Regions from separate parts of the Sus scrofa genome. Here regions 1 and 2 are each linked to region 3. Evidence: chromatin contacts called from public Hi-C and promoter capture Hi-C data. All regions are on one chromosome and are shown on one strand. The core of a region is the stretch at or near the end of the contact, and the rest is flanking DNA. Distances in the headings are between cores, read along the strand shown. Region 1 has its middle 14 kb from the start of AKR1CL1. Region 2 holds the start of AKR1E2 (aldo-keto reductase family 1 member E2). Region 3 holds the start of PITRM1 (presequence protease, mitochondrial).

What was found. Promoter capture Hi-C pulls out the DNA fragments that hold promoters and counts their contacts. Hi-C and Micro-C count contacts between places; a contact is called where the count stands out from the background.
Region 1: a Hi-C map of mesenteric adipose tissue shows a contact between it and region 3, with 1.7 times the contacts expected there. The contact joins the enhancer-like site here to the promoter of PITRM1 in region 3. A contact is called at or near these places in 1 of 5 promoter capture datasets (fetal skeletal muscle), 6 of 47 Hi-C or Micro-C datasets (embryonic fibroblasts, mesenteric adipose tissue, omental adipose tissue and 3 more) and 1 of 2 datasets of contacts at active chromatin or transcription factors (alveolar macrophages).
Region 2: a promoter capture Hi-C map of fetal skeletal muscle shows a contact between it and region 3, with 12 times the contacts expected there. The contact joins the promoter of AKR1E2 here to the promoter of PITRM1 in region 3. A contact is called at or near these places in 4 of 5 promoter capture datasets (fetal liver, fetal skeletal muscle and liver), 2 of 47 Hi-C or Micro-C datasets (embryonic fibroblasts and liver) and 1 of 2 datasets of contacts at active chromatin or transcription factors (alveolar macrophages).

What each region holds. Positions count from the first base shown.
Region 1 is chr10:65,543,117-65,547,098 of Sscrofa11.1, forward strand. No RefSeq gene overlaps it. Among named protein-coding and RNA genes, the nearest start is that of AKR1CL1, 14 kb to the right of the region's middle. Within about 2 kb of position 1,380, at least 18 of the 83 cell types and tissues checked have an H3K27ac peak or open chromatin away from gene starts, as enhancers often do. A contact at or near this core is called in alveolar macrophages, mesenteric adipose tissue, omental adipose tissue and 2 more, where this site is marked.
Region 2 is chr10:65,691,622-65,695,943 of Sscrofa11.1, forward strand. It overlaps AKR1E2 (aldo-keto reductase family 1 member E2), which reads right to left and starts at 1,828. Exons shown (of 11, transcript NR_145511.1): 1 at 1,788-1,828.
Region 3 is chr10:66,995,446-66,999,320 of Sscrofa11.1, forward strand. It overlaps PITRM1 (presequence protease, mitochondrial), which reads left to right and starts at 1,474. Exons shown (of 27, transcript XM_021065061.1): 1 at 1,474-1,616. The coding sequence starts at 1,480. It overlaps LOC102159626 (a long non-coding RNA gene), which reads right to left and starts at 1,317. Exons shown (of 4, transcript XR_002336448.1): 1 at 1,236-1,317; 2 at 402-628.

The sequences.
Region 1 (3,982 bases), core at 130-2,629, 1.5 Mb before region 3:
TCTTCCAGGCCATGGTCTGAGAAGTTTGCCTCTGGACCAGGGGCTTCAAGATCCAGCCATAACTACATCTACAGTTTTCATTTCTAAGACATTCGCTGTCATGTAAGCGCCAGGGAAGAACTTGAGGATATCATCCTGCAAAAGTGAATTTCAAAACTGTTAGGATGGTGGAGTGGAGAGGAACAGAGGCTGGAACAGTGAGATCACAAGCAGGTTTATGGATCAGCAGAGTGGCCGGGAGCACTGAGCAGAGAGCACTCAGGCTCACTGTTGGGCCAGGGCTTGTTGATAGTTGGGGTTTCATGTGATGGGTCACATAGTCTCAAGGAGAAAGGGACGGGGGCTCGGGGAAACAGGGGAGGAGGATTTAGGTCAGTAAGTGTGAATTTTAACAGTCTTTTTGGTTCTATTTATTCTGAGGTTTAACAGCTCCTTAAATTGTCTTGGTCCTGGGGCGGTCATTCGTGGCAGAGTCTGTTTCCTGTTTGTTTGCTCGGCTAAAATGGAGTCTGGAGGTTGGGTGGGATCTTGACACTATGGTTGTTTCACGTGCTGCATTTGGTCTTCTCCCTCCAGTTTATAGACACTGCCCAACAGAAACTCTTAGGCTTGTTTTTATGTGCATGTCCTTAAAACATTTAGGAGCAGCATTTTGCATACAGGAGGGACTCAGGAAATATTTGCTGCACTCAATTTTAGTTAGACAGCTTCCACAGCCCACCTTTGCCCATCCCAGCTTTGGTTCAAGAATGCTAGAGACCTTTTGAATTTTGGGAGCAAGCACTAATGTATCTGGTTACACGTTCAATTCACTTTCTTACACTAACATAATCCGGTGCTCTGCCCCAACTCCATGGGGTCCAAAAGAAGACTCTATTTCACCAACAGGTAATGTTTACCTAAAATGTTAAACTGCTTAGAGAGGCTCTGTGGAAACTCTCCCTAAGGACCAGCACCCTCATTAAAGCATTCATGTTTGTTCACCAAGTGTTATCACTTAAGAATGTTTCTGTAGCAATTTAACTCCAACTCTCTCTTTCAAAAATATTGCTGAGTCACAATGAACAGAGGCCTTTGGTAGCAGGACGGCACTGCTGAAAGTACAAGCTGGTCTCGCCTGCTCATGCTCTGAGACACACCCTTTCTCTCCTTTGCTGCCACTGGATGGAAAGAAGCTCATGAGAGGAAAGCTGTCACTTTAAAAATTATTCTGTTCCTTCTCTTTTTCTTGCAGAGTTTCCACGGCTGGTGTCCGGCTTCCCAGGGGGCAGGGAGTGGGGCCCTTGACTGCGGCTCTGGGGGTACCCTTCTGTCTCTAAGGGGGGTCCTAGGCTGTGTCTGCACTGGCGTGGCAACCAGAGGAGATACGGGAAAATAATGCCTGGCAGTCCTGGAAGCAGCAGCCGTTACTCAGAAAAGGGCCCGAGGAAGTGGTGCACCGCCCCCAGAGATGTGTTTAGATAACGGGGGGCGGAAAGGGTGACCCCTCTGTCAGGGAGGCAGAGGCAAAGCTCTGTAGCCACAGCAAAAGGGCTGGTTAAGGAGAAAAGACTGGAAATCCTGTGTGTGTGTGACTCTGTGTGTGTGTGTGTGACTCTGTGTGTGTGACTGAGTGTGTGTGACTGTGTGTGTGTGAATGTATGTGTGTCTGTGACTGTGTGTGTGAGATTGAGTGTGTGCGACTGTGTGTGCGTGTGTGTGAGAGAAAGACACGAGTTGTGTTGAGCAAAAACATCATGGGCGCCATCCTTTCTTCTTGAAAAGAAAGGGAGCCTTTGCGCTGGGAGCGGGCTGAGGTCTGCAGCGGGCCGTTGGGTCCGAGGCCCCCCAGGCCCGGCTCTTCTCCGCAGGGCGGGTGGCCTGGGCCCCCGAGGCCGGCTCGGACGGAGGCCGCTGCCGGAGCCGGCTCGGCCCTGCGCTCGGTTAGGCCGCAGGGGCCGCGGGCCGCCTGGCTGACATGCGGGCCGCCAGCGGGAACCTTCCTCCACCGCGAGCGGCAGGTGCTGCGCGGCTCTGCAAACCCTCGTGGGGGGGGGGGGGCGGCGAGAGAAGAAACACCTGCCGTGGCAAGACCCACCTTTCGCTCCCTCGGGGCAACACGGTTCCTTCCACCGGGTCGGTCGGGGCCCAGCCCTTGCCGGGTCCCCAGAGCTCTGCCCTGGGGGAGCAGCTCCCGGGTCGGGGTGGGTCGTGCAGGAGAGCTGCCCGCCTCTTCTCCAGGTTCGGATTCAGAGTGGGCACCCTCCTGCTCTGCCCCCTTTCCTCTGGGCCTCTGGGACGGAGGCCGTTGCCCAGCCTGGAGGGTCTCTCCTGGGGGTGGTGGAAGGGTCTGGGGGGGGGGGCACTGCCTTGTACCATTTGCTCCTGATGGGAACGAGAAGACAGAGCTTGTGCCCCAGGTTTGTTTCTCCTTCGTGTGGGATTTTCCTTCCAGGGTCCCCTGATTGCAACAGAGAGGTTGAGGCTACAGAAGTGCCCCCCAATCCTCATTCTGCACCGCAGCTTGAACTCTCACATGTCCTTGTTTCAAAGAGGGTTGCTGTCATTTTAGAGCCAGGGAAAGATTTGAGGCTATCGTCCTGCCAAAGCAAATCTCAAAACGCTTAGGCTTCTTCTTATGTGCACGACCTGAAAAAAATTAGGAGGAGTGTTTTGCATGAAAGAAAAACTCAGTAAATATTTGGTTAGCTTACTTCAAATTAGGACATCTAGTGAGCGCCACCTGGGCGAGTCCCAACTTTTTTTTTTTTGTCTTTTCTAGGGCCACTCCCGCAGCATACGGAGGTTCCCAGGCTAGGGGTCTAATCAGAGCTGTAGCCACCGGCCTACGCCAGAGCCACAGCAATGCGGGATCCAAGCCACGTCTGCGACCTACACCACAGGTCATGGCAACGCCGAGTCCTTAACCCACTGAACAAGGCCAAGGATCAAACCCGAAACCTCATGGTTCCTAGTCGGATTAGTTAATCACTGAGCCATGAAGGGAACTCCGAGTCCCAACTTTGGCAAAGGTGAATGTCATAAAAGTGAAAGAAGTTTTGCATTTGCCCAGGGGTAAGTTTCCACATCTTCCAGTTATCCCACTCAGGCCTCTCACACCAACATGCCCTTTGGGTGTTCTGGCTTTATCTGCATGGAGTAGGAAAGAAGGCTGCATTTCCCCAACACCCGGTGTGGACCCTGCGCTGGGACCGCCTGGGTGATTGACAAAGGACGGCTGGACACAGAGCCCCGCCTCCTCACCCCAGGGCTGACAGCTGCGGGCTGTGACCTGGCTTCCCTGAGTGCTGGCTTCTGTCTGGACCTGGTATTGGTCCAACCTGGGTTGACAAGAGACTGGAAATGGAGGGAGGTGTTGAGTGCCTCCCCCCTTTTTTGGATACAGCTGCAGCGTGGTCTTTTCAGTAGCTCAAGCTCTTACCCATTGGGCACAATGTGGCAGCATCTTCTGCCAGGGGACAACTGCTCCAGCTCTGTCCCGAGTATCTGTTCTCTTCTTTGTTTCTCTCTTTTCTTTCTCTCTCCCTTCCTTTCTTTCTTTCTTTCTTTCTTTCTTTCTTTCTTTCTTTCTTTCTTTCTTTCTTTCTTTCTTTCCTTCCTTCCTTCCTTCCTTCCTTCCTTCCTTCCTTCCTTCCTTCCTTTTTTCTTTTTCTTTCTTTCTTCTTTGCTTTTTAGGGCTGCACTTCTGGCATATGGAGGTTCCCAAGTGAAGGGTCTAATCGGAGCTACAGCCGCCAGCCTAGGCCACAGTCCACAGCAACACGGGATCTGAGCCACGTCTGTGACCTACACCACAGCTCACAGCAACGCCAGATCCTTAACCCACGGAGCGAGGCCAGGGATCAAACCCCCAACCTCATGGTTCCCAGCTGGATTTGTTTCCACTGTGCCACGATGGGAACTCCCCCCCCCCTTTTTTTTTAAATTTTTTGCAGATTTTTTCTTTTCTTCTTTTTTCATTTTTAAAGTTTTATTGAAGTAC
Region 2 (4,322 bases), core at 578-3,077, 1.3 Mb before region 3:
CAGGGAGGGAATCCTAGCTGCATTTGCGCCCTACAACACTGCAGCTGCAGAAACACCAGATCCTTAACCCAGTGCACCAGGCTGGGGATCAAACCTGCAACACCACAGAGACAACGCTGGATTTAACCTGATGCCAACCCACAGCAGGAATTCCCAAGGAGACAAACTTTTGACAAGACTGAGAAGACTGATTGTTTTAAATGACGTGAAAGAACATCCAATGCTTTCACTGACATGTGGAATCTGAAGAAAGGACAGACGGACGGAACTTCTTTGCAAAACAGATGCTGACTCACAGACATTGAAAAACTTATGGTCTCTGGAGGAGACAGTTTGGGGGGTGGGGGGATGTGCCTGGACTGTGGGATGGAAATCCTGTGAAATCAGATTGTTATGATCATTATACAACTACAGATGTGATCAATTCATTTGAGTAATAAAAAAAATGGAAGAAGGAAAAAATAAATAAGTAAATAAATGACATGAAAGAAAAGCAGTACATGTAGATTAAAAAAAAGAGAGAGAGATTTAACATCTAAGAACCTGGGAGTTCCCGTTGTGGCTCAGTGGGTTAAGGACCCGATGTTGTCTCTGTGAGGATGCTGGTTTGATCCCTGGTCTTGTTCAGTGGGTTAAGAATTTGGTGCTGTCACAAGCAGCTATGGCGTAGCCCAGCTGCAGCTCTGATCTGACCCCTAGGCTGGGAACTTCCATACGTCTCAGGTGCGGCTGTAAAAAGAAAGAAATAAAATAAAATATAAGAAACTATTATCAATGACTAGAAGCTGATAATTTGGAATGAAATGGAAAAATTCCTAGAAAAACTTAAGAAGTAAAGTTCTATAATTGAACTGAACTGTCCTGTAATTATTTTTAAAATGAAGCAATTAAATACAACACACACATAGCTGCAAAAAAATTACAGGTTAGAATTCACCCCACTTTATAACAAAATCCTTCCAACAAAAGAAAAAGAGGAAATAATTCCAATTCATTCTGCCAAACCGCGATGAATTAAACCACATTCCTGACCTCTACGAGTTGATAAGTGAATAGAAGAAATAATTTGAATAATATTTTAACGAGCAAGGGTTGATCATTCTAATTCCTACCCATCCAATAACTTCCTATGTGACTTCTTAAATGAGTATCTTTTTATCAAAACCTAAGGGGTTTTCTGCATTTTTTTTAAAGCAAATAGGAAAGCCTTTTTAGTTAGTGCTGTGTCTAAAGTCCTGACAGCAATTAGAAAGTCCAAAGTAGAGAAAAAGGTCCAAAGTGCCTCCGCTATCAGGTTTTCACACCCAGAAGAAGGCAAAGTTTCAAAGTTTCTTTTCAAAATTAAGTTGGCGATGACAGCGTTTCCTTGTCTTTTTGAGACAGACATTTCTCCATCTCCCGGTTGTCTGCTGCTCTGATCTGTCAGGTAACTGCCAATCTTCCTGCCCAAATTCAAGCTGGACAACCTTTTCTTCTGGACTTTCCCAGACATTATTTCTGAATAATTATGATTGGGACTCAATATGAAATACCATAAGGACAACCCTCATTTTCAGAAAATCTGCTGCCTAAATATTCCATCTTTCAAACACAGCAAGAGCCCTCCCCCCCCGGGGGGGGGGGCAGGTGCGGGCGACCAGCTGGTCCTGTGGAGGCTGCGGCAGGCGTCTCCTCCGAGGGGTCCAGGCGGGTGCCCCCACCCCAGGTGGCCCCGCAGGTGCCCCCCGCCCACGTCAGCGCGCGCCAAGGAAAGGCGCCGCCCCTCCCGGACGGCGAGGCTGCCTCACCTGCCAGGTGCCCAGGCCCAGGACAGGTATCTTCTCCATTGTTCAGATCAGGTCTGGGGCTGCCGCGCGACTCCAGAGGGACGCCACCTAAGGGGACAGCCAGTTTAGGGGGCGGCACCGTGGCGGACACAGGTGGCCTGATTGGCTGACTGGCGGAGGTAGCTGGTTAGTGGGCGGGGCACTCAGGCAGTGGCCACGCCCACGAGCGCAGAGGCCGCTGGTTGGGCGTCCGGGAGTGGTTGTGCGCACGCGCCGGCACCGGCGCGGGGCATCGGGACCTCGGCAGGAGCCGACCCACCGCCCGTCTTCTAGCAACTCTCCAGCGGCTCTCTGCTTCCGGACTTGAAGATGCCGGCTGCTGAGCAGGGATCCGGAGGTCCCAGGGTCGTCTGGGCCAGGGCAGTCCCAGGGCAGCGGGAAGAGGACAGGATCTGGGGCCTTGTGTCCACCAATGAGTGCCTTGGAGGAGGGTAAGCCCCCGACAGTCCTGCTCCCATGGCGACACTCCTACTCCACCCTCCCAAGAGATAGGAGGGAAGGCCTGCTTCCTCCTCCACAAATTGATGTGTTGGGTCGGACCCCGAGAGTCTCACAGGCTCGTAGAAGAGTTTTTGGCCTTGGTTCTCCATTGGTGACTTGCCAAAATAAATACATGCAGGATGCGAGGTCCCCTGACACCCCCACCCCTAGAGCCCACAGGGACCTCACTGACTTGATGACCCTGCAAGGATGTGTTTTAATTTCTGTTTCCTGCCCGGCGCCGCAGTGCTGGCGCTGACCAGCAGAGGGCGGTTGTGCCCATTGTCGTCAACGGAGTAACTGGCTCTGGAAAGGACACCCAGGGTCATTCTGGGTGTCCCCCTGCCTCCTCTTATTATTAGCCTCCATCTCCACAGAATGAGCTGCTCGGAGGGTGGAAGGGGCCCCGAGATCCTTTTATTATTCATTCATCAATTGTGCTCTCAGCACTCACCCCGAGTTGGGGTCTTGTGAAGTCTGTGGGTGGGGCTGAAAGGCCCCACGTGGTCCCTGCCCCGCCCAGGAACTCAGAGACCCTACAGGGAGGTGGACCAAAGCAGAAAAGCAAATCCGTGCGCAAGAGGAGAGCACGTGCTCTAGGGAAATAAATTGGGAGCGGGAAAGAGGGCCAGGAGCTCCTGGTGACCAGAACGACCAGAGGCGCCAGCCCTGGGCACATCTGCCAGCGGCGTGGGGCCCAGAGGTGCAGAGGAGAATTTGGCCCGGGAAGGAGGTAGGACAAGAGCCGGCCTGGGTGACTAGAGCCCGCGCGCGTGGGGAGGAGGGAGGGGAGAGGGCAGGGTCAGATCCTCAGCCTGAAAGGAAGTACTAGCAAGTCTGTTGCCCTGTGACAGCATCATGCTAACTCAGTGGCTTTCAAGAACAAGCATTACAAGAATAAGCATCTCAGTTTCTGTGACCAGCCTCCAGGCTCTGCTCAGCTGGGAGCCTCTGCCCCTCGGTCTCCAGGGCACTGGGCCCTGCTCCCAAAGCCACCCCCCCCCCTCCCGGTTGCCCACATGTTATTTGCAGGGTTCAGGTTGCCTGGAGGTCAGTTGCTGAGCCCTCTCTTGGTTCTTTGCAATGGTGGGCAGGGGGTACTCAGGACAGAGCAAGCAAGACAGGGTCACTGACTTTCTGTATGTCCTCTGAGGTGAGAGCCCATTACCTTTATCCTCTTCTGTTGGTTAGAAGCCAGTGTCTAAGTTGAACCCACCCTCTGGGGGAGGGATTACACGTGCCTGCGAACCCGGACACAGAGGGCCGCTTAGGGGAGCAAGATAAGGCCCTTGGGGGCCTGATTCTAAATGTGGGGGGTCCTTGGAGAGTTTCATGCGAGAGAAGGCGAGGAGCGAATTTCATTTCAGCCTCCCCAAGGGACAAACTAGGACACGAGGCCAAGAGGGGAGGTGTCTCTCAGGAGATCACGGCAGAACCGACGCCTGTTTTGAGCTGAATGCCAGCTACATTCCCATCCCTCCCTGGTTTGTAGCCTTCCACCTCTGAGTCTGTACATTGGTCACATGTGGCGTCACCCCTGGGGTCTCGTGGTCTTGACTGTTACAGGCCTAATGACGCCCGGAAGCAGAGGCTGGTGAGGTCCTCACTGTGCAGACCCCGCGTGTTGGGGGTGGGCAGCAGGCTGTGGGGCTTCAGGCTGGGGCCTTGCCCTCGAGTGGCCCGGGTCTCAATGGCCAGGAGTCGGGCTCCTCCCTCCCTCTGCCTCCACCAATCGGCTCCTCCCTGGCCGGTTGCACAACTGCTTTTCATATATTTGGGGGAAAATTCTTTATATATTGCTCTGACTTCACATAATGGCCATGAGTATTTTTTCACTTTCCTGCTGTTAACATACATTATTTCACTCGACCCCCCCCCCGCCCCCGGCCCTGGTCCACCCCTGCATGAAGACAGGTCACCCCTAAGCTGGATGCTACCTCTGTGTACCTGCTGAAATGTCACTGACACTCGGAAGGTCCTGGGCCTGCTGGAGAGAAGGGGGGCGCTTTCCCCCTC
Region 3 (3,875 bases), core at 224-2,723:
GGTTTTTGCAACATAGGCTATTGCATAGAGGACTTTTGATGTTTCTTTTCTACATTGCAGTGATCTGTGTTCATATAAATTCAGGTCACATATGAACATTAGTATTATGTCAGTTGCTCAAAATAATTATTTATGAATTCTGTGTGTGTCTGTGTGTAGGTCAGCCGTCAATGAGGTTTATCCTGTGGGAACATTCTACCAAGTGGCAATTACTGGATGTATATAGCATTTACTCTTCAGAGAGCAAAATGTTATAACCTCCCCTGCCTCCGCTTCCTGCGCAATCAAGCAGGGTTAATAACATCAAGATCACAGAGCTATTGTGGTGACTCAGTAACATTTATCACCCAAATTCTTACTGGAGGAAAGGTATGTTTGTGTCCATAGCTTCTTTTCATTACCTCGTCCTGGTTCATCCGGGTTCTCTCAATAAAGAGGTACGTGGTTAACTGCAGAATCCTCTTCATTCTGGAGAGCTTTTGTAGATATGGTGGCTTTTCCCTGCAGGATTACGCTCTGCATTGCTGCCAAAGCGTTTCTGCGCTCAGATGGATTGCACCTGTCTACTTACTGCTTTTTCTTTAGAGCCTGGAAGAAGGGGCAGGAAGCCTTGAGTCCCTTTACAGACCTCGGGGTGGGGAGAAAGGAGGGAGATGAGAGAAGGGAGGAGGTGAAGGCTCTGAGAAACTGAGGGCAAACTTGTGTCTTGCCTTCTCCCAAGTCCCTCGGATGCCGGGCCCAGGTGTGTTTAATCCCAAATGCCCCTGCAGGCCCACCTGCTCAAGTTCTGTCCACCTGAACCATTCCCTGAGGTTTAAGAAGGGCATGGCGTGTAGTCCTTACAGACACGAAATGCAGGTGGGGGTGGGTGGCTCAGTGGGCCCGCACAACTGTGCGGGGCACGAGACCTGTCCTGCCGTTTACTGGGGACGTTCTGTTTGGGACCATTCATGAGAGCATGGCATCATGGAATCGTGATTCTAAAGCCATGCGATGCAGTCGTCGGACCTTATCCAAGAAGCCACACAGCCCAGGGCTAAAGCACCTGGCTGGAGCCTGAAGCTGGACGTCCTTCTCAAGTCACTGCAGGAACCCGCCGACGGAAGCGTGAGCACGCAGAGGTGTAGGCACACAACCTCCATCCTGGAGACCAGTGCCTACCCGTGGCCATAGGACCACACAACTCACCTGGCTCAGCTTAAGTCCGCCCCTCCCCTGCAGCTGCCCGCCCTCACCTGGGCAGGCCCGGCCCTCGTCTTCACAGGCCCACCTCTCCCCGCGCAGCCCCGGCCCTCGCCGTGCGGGGCTGTCTCTTCCCTGAGCAGGCCCGCCCCCCCCTAGGCCCCGCCCCTCTCCGCCGGGCCCTGGGCCCCGCCCCTCTGTCGCCGGCCGGCCCCCAGGGTCCCGCCCCGCCGCCGCGGGGGCCCGCCCCTTTCCTCGCCAGCCTATTGGAGAGGGCGTCCCCCTGAGCACGGACCAATGGGGTGGCGGCCGGCGCGTCCCGCCCCAGGCCGTGCGTCGGGATCAGCGGGGTCGCGGCGGCCGCCGTGCTGGTCCTCGGCCATGTGGCGCAGCGGCTGGAGGGCGAGGGGCGCGCTGCGGGGCCTCGGCGGCCGGTGCGACGCGGTGGCGGTGGCGGCGGGGGTGTGGGGAGGCGCAGGAAGTCGCCCGGAGGGAGGGACGCCGGCGGGCGGGCGGCGGAGGCTCCTGGGTTAGGGCCCTGTTCTGGGTCTCCTGCCCCCTGAAACCCCTCCCCTGGGGGCTCCTGCCCCGGAGCACCCCAGCAGGGCCTGGGCGGGGGGCTCCTGCCCCGGAGCCCCCCAGCAGGGCCTGGGCGGGGGGCTCCTGCCCCGGAGCCCCCCAGCAGGGCCTGGGCGGGGGGCTCCTGCCCCGGAGCCCCCCAGCAGGGCCTGGGGGGGGGCTCCTGCCCCGGAGCCCCCCAGCAGGGCCTGGGGGGGGGCTCCTGCCCCGGAGCCCCCCAGCAGGGCCTGGGGGGGGGCTCCTGCCCCGGAGCCCCCCAGCAGGGCCTGGGTGGGGGGCTCCTTTAGCCCCTCAGGGTGGCAGAGCGGCCCCTCTGCCGCGGCCGCCCCAGCCCAGTCCCGGTAGCTCCCCCAAAGGGAAGGGTGCCCTGTCGGCTTAGGGTTGGGTGGTGCAGCCAGGGAACCCTGGGGTAAAGCCCTAGAAGACCTGGCCTGACCCCCTCTGCCTCCAGGTCCTCAGGCGACCCCAGAGCGGGTGGCCCTGCCCGCAGGTTGTCGGGGCTTTTGAGGGACTGTCATTGATGAGGATTTTAATGCGAGGAGTAAAAGGAACCGGTAGTTTTGGGTCTGAAGAGTCGTTTGCTCCCATTTCCCTGTAGTTGGGGGGCGGGGGCGAGGAGGCCTGAGGCTTCTGCACCTGCACTTAACCTGCATTTTTGGTGGGAGTGGAGCCTCTGGGAATGGAACTTCTCGTTTAATGACTAGGTCTATGGGAAAAGAATGCACTTAATTTCGAACTATGAATGAGCGTCCTTCCCTTTGAGTTTGTAAAAAGTCGTGACATTTTACTTTTGTTTTTTTTCTTTTTAATGGCACCTGAGGCTTATGGAAGTTCCTAGGCGGGGGGTCAAATTGGAGCCACAGCTGAGGGCCTACACCACAGCCACAGGCAGGCCGAATCAGAGATGTAGCTGTGATCTACGCCACAGCTCATGGCAACGCCGGATCCTTAACCCACTGAGTGAGGCCAGGGATGGAACCCACATCCCCATGGAGACAGTTTTGGGGCCTTAACCCTCTGAGCCACGACGGGAACTCCCACATTTCACTTTTTAAAGAAAGATGAATTGCTGGAGTTTCCACTGTGGCGCAGTGGGTGAAGAATCTGACTGTAGCAGCTTGTTGCTGTGGAGGTTCTAGTTTGACCCTGGCTCGGTGTGGTGGGTTAAAGGATCCGATGTGGCCACAGCTGCAGCTTGGATTCAATCCCTGGCCTGGGAACTTCCACATGTGTGGATGCAGCCTTAAAGAGGAAAAAAAAAAGGAAAGATAAATTGTTTAGTTTCATGCTAATTGTTTATTTCATGGTGGAGTTTATCTGGTGTTAGACCAGGGAAAGAAGTGATGGGGGAGGGGGTCAGGTTTGGGGGTGCCCTTTTGGTGTCTTTGGGTTAAAATCCTCTTTCCCGTAATTCTAGAGTTTGCTAAATCAGTGAGTGAAATATTGTGTTTTTATAGAATATCGCCATAATATTGCTTGTTTTCGAATGAATCGGTGTTTTCTGTGCATATTTTCTGTAAGTGGAATATTTTCTCAGTGTAGAATATTCCATGAAATGCATAATACAGTTGAGAGAAAAATTCCTTAAAAATAAATTGTGTCGCCATTACCCAGTTTAAGATTACCCCAACTCTTCCTCTCTTAAATGAAATCTCTCTTCTGGTTTACAGAAACCATTTCCTTGCTTTTCTTAGTATTTTTACCACCCGTACACATTCCTATTGTGTTACCTCTTAGTACCTACTCAGAGGCATACCGTGTCTTTTGTGTTTTGGGGGTTCAGCATCACGTGCCCACATCATTCTTAGGACTGAGTTTCTCAACTGAATAGTCCCTAATTTCTGGTTTCTCTGTTGTCCTTCTGGGCGAGGGGCTTGGGGCGCTCACGAGTGGTGTTCACGTTGTTAGGCATGTGTACTGGTGTGTGAGTGCAGGTGTGCGAGTCGTTTTTTTAAATACGTAAGGGAAAAATGGGTGTCATACTGTATTCCAGTTATACATGATATATGCAAATTAAAGGTTCTCAATATTTAATTAGTTGATCTGATGAGCCTTTAGCTGAATTGAGATAAAGTTGAAAGAACTTCAGTGGAAATTTTTAGGGAAGTGTTTGG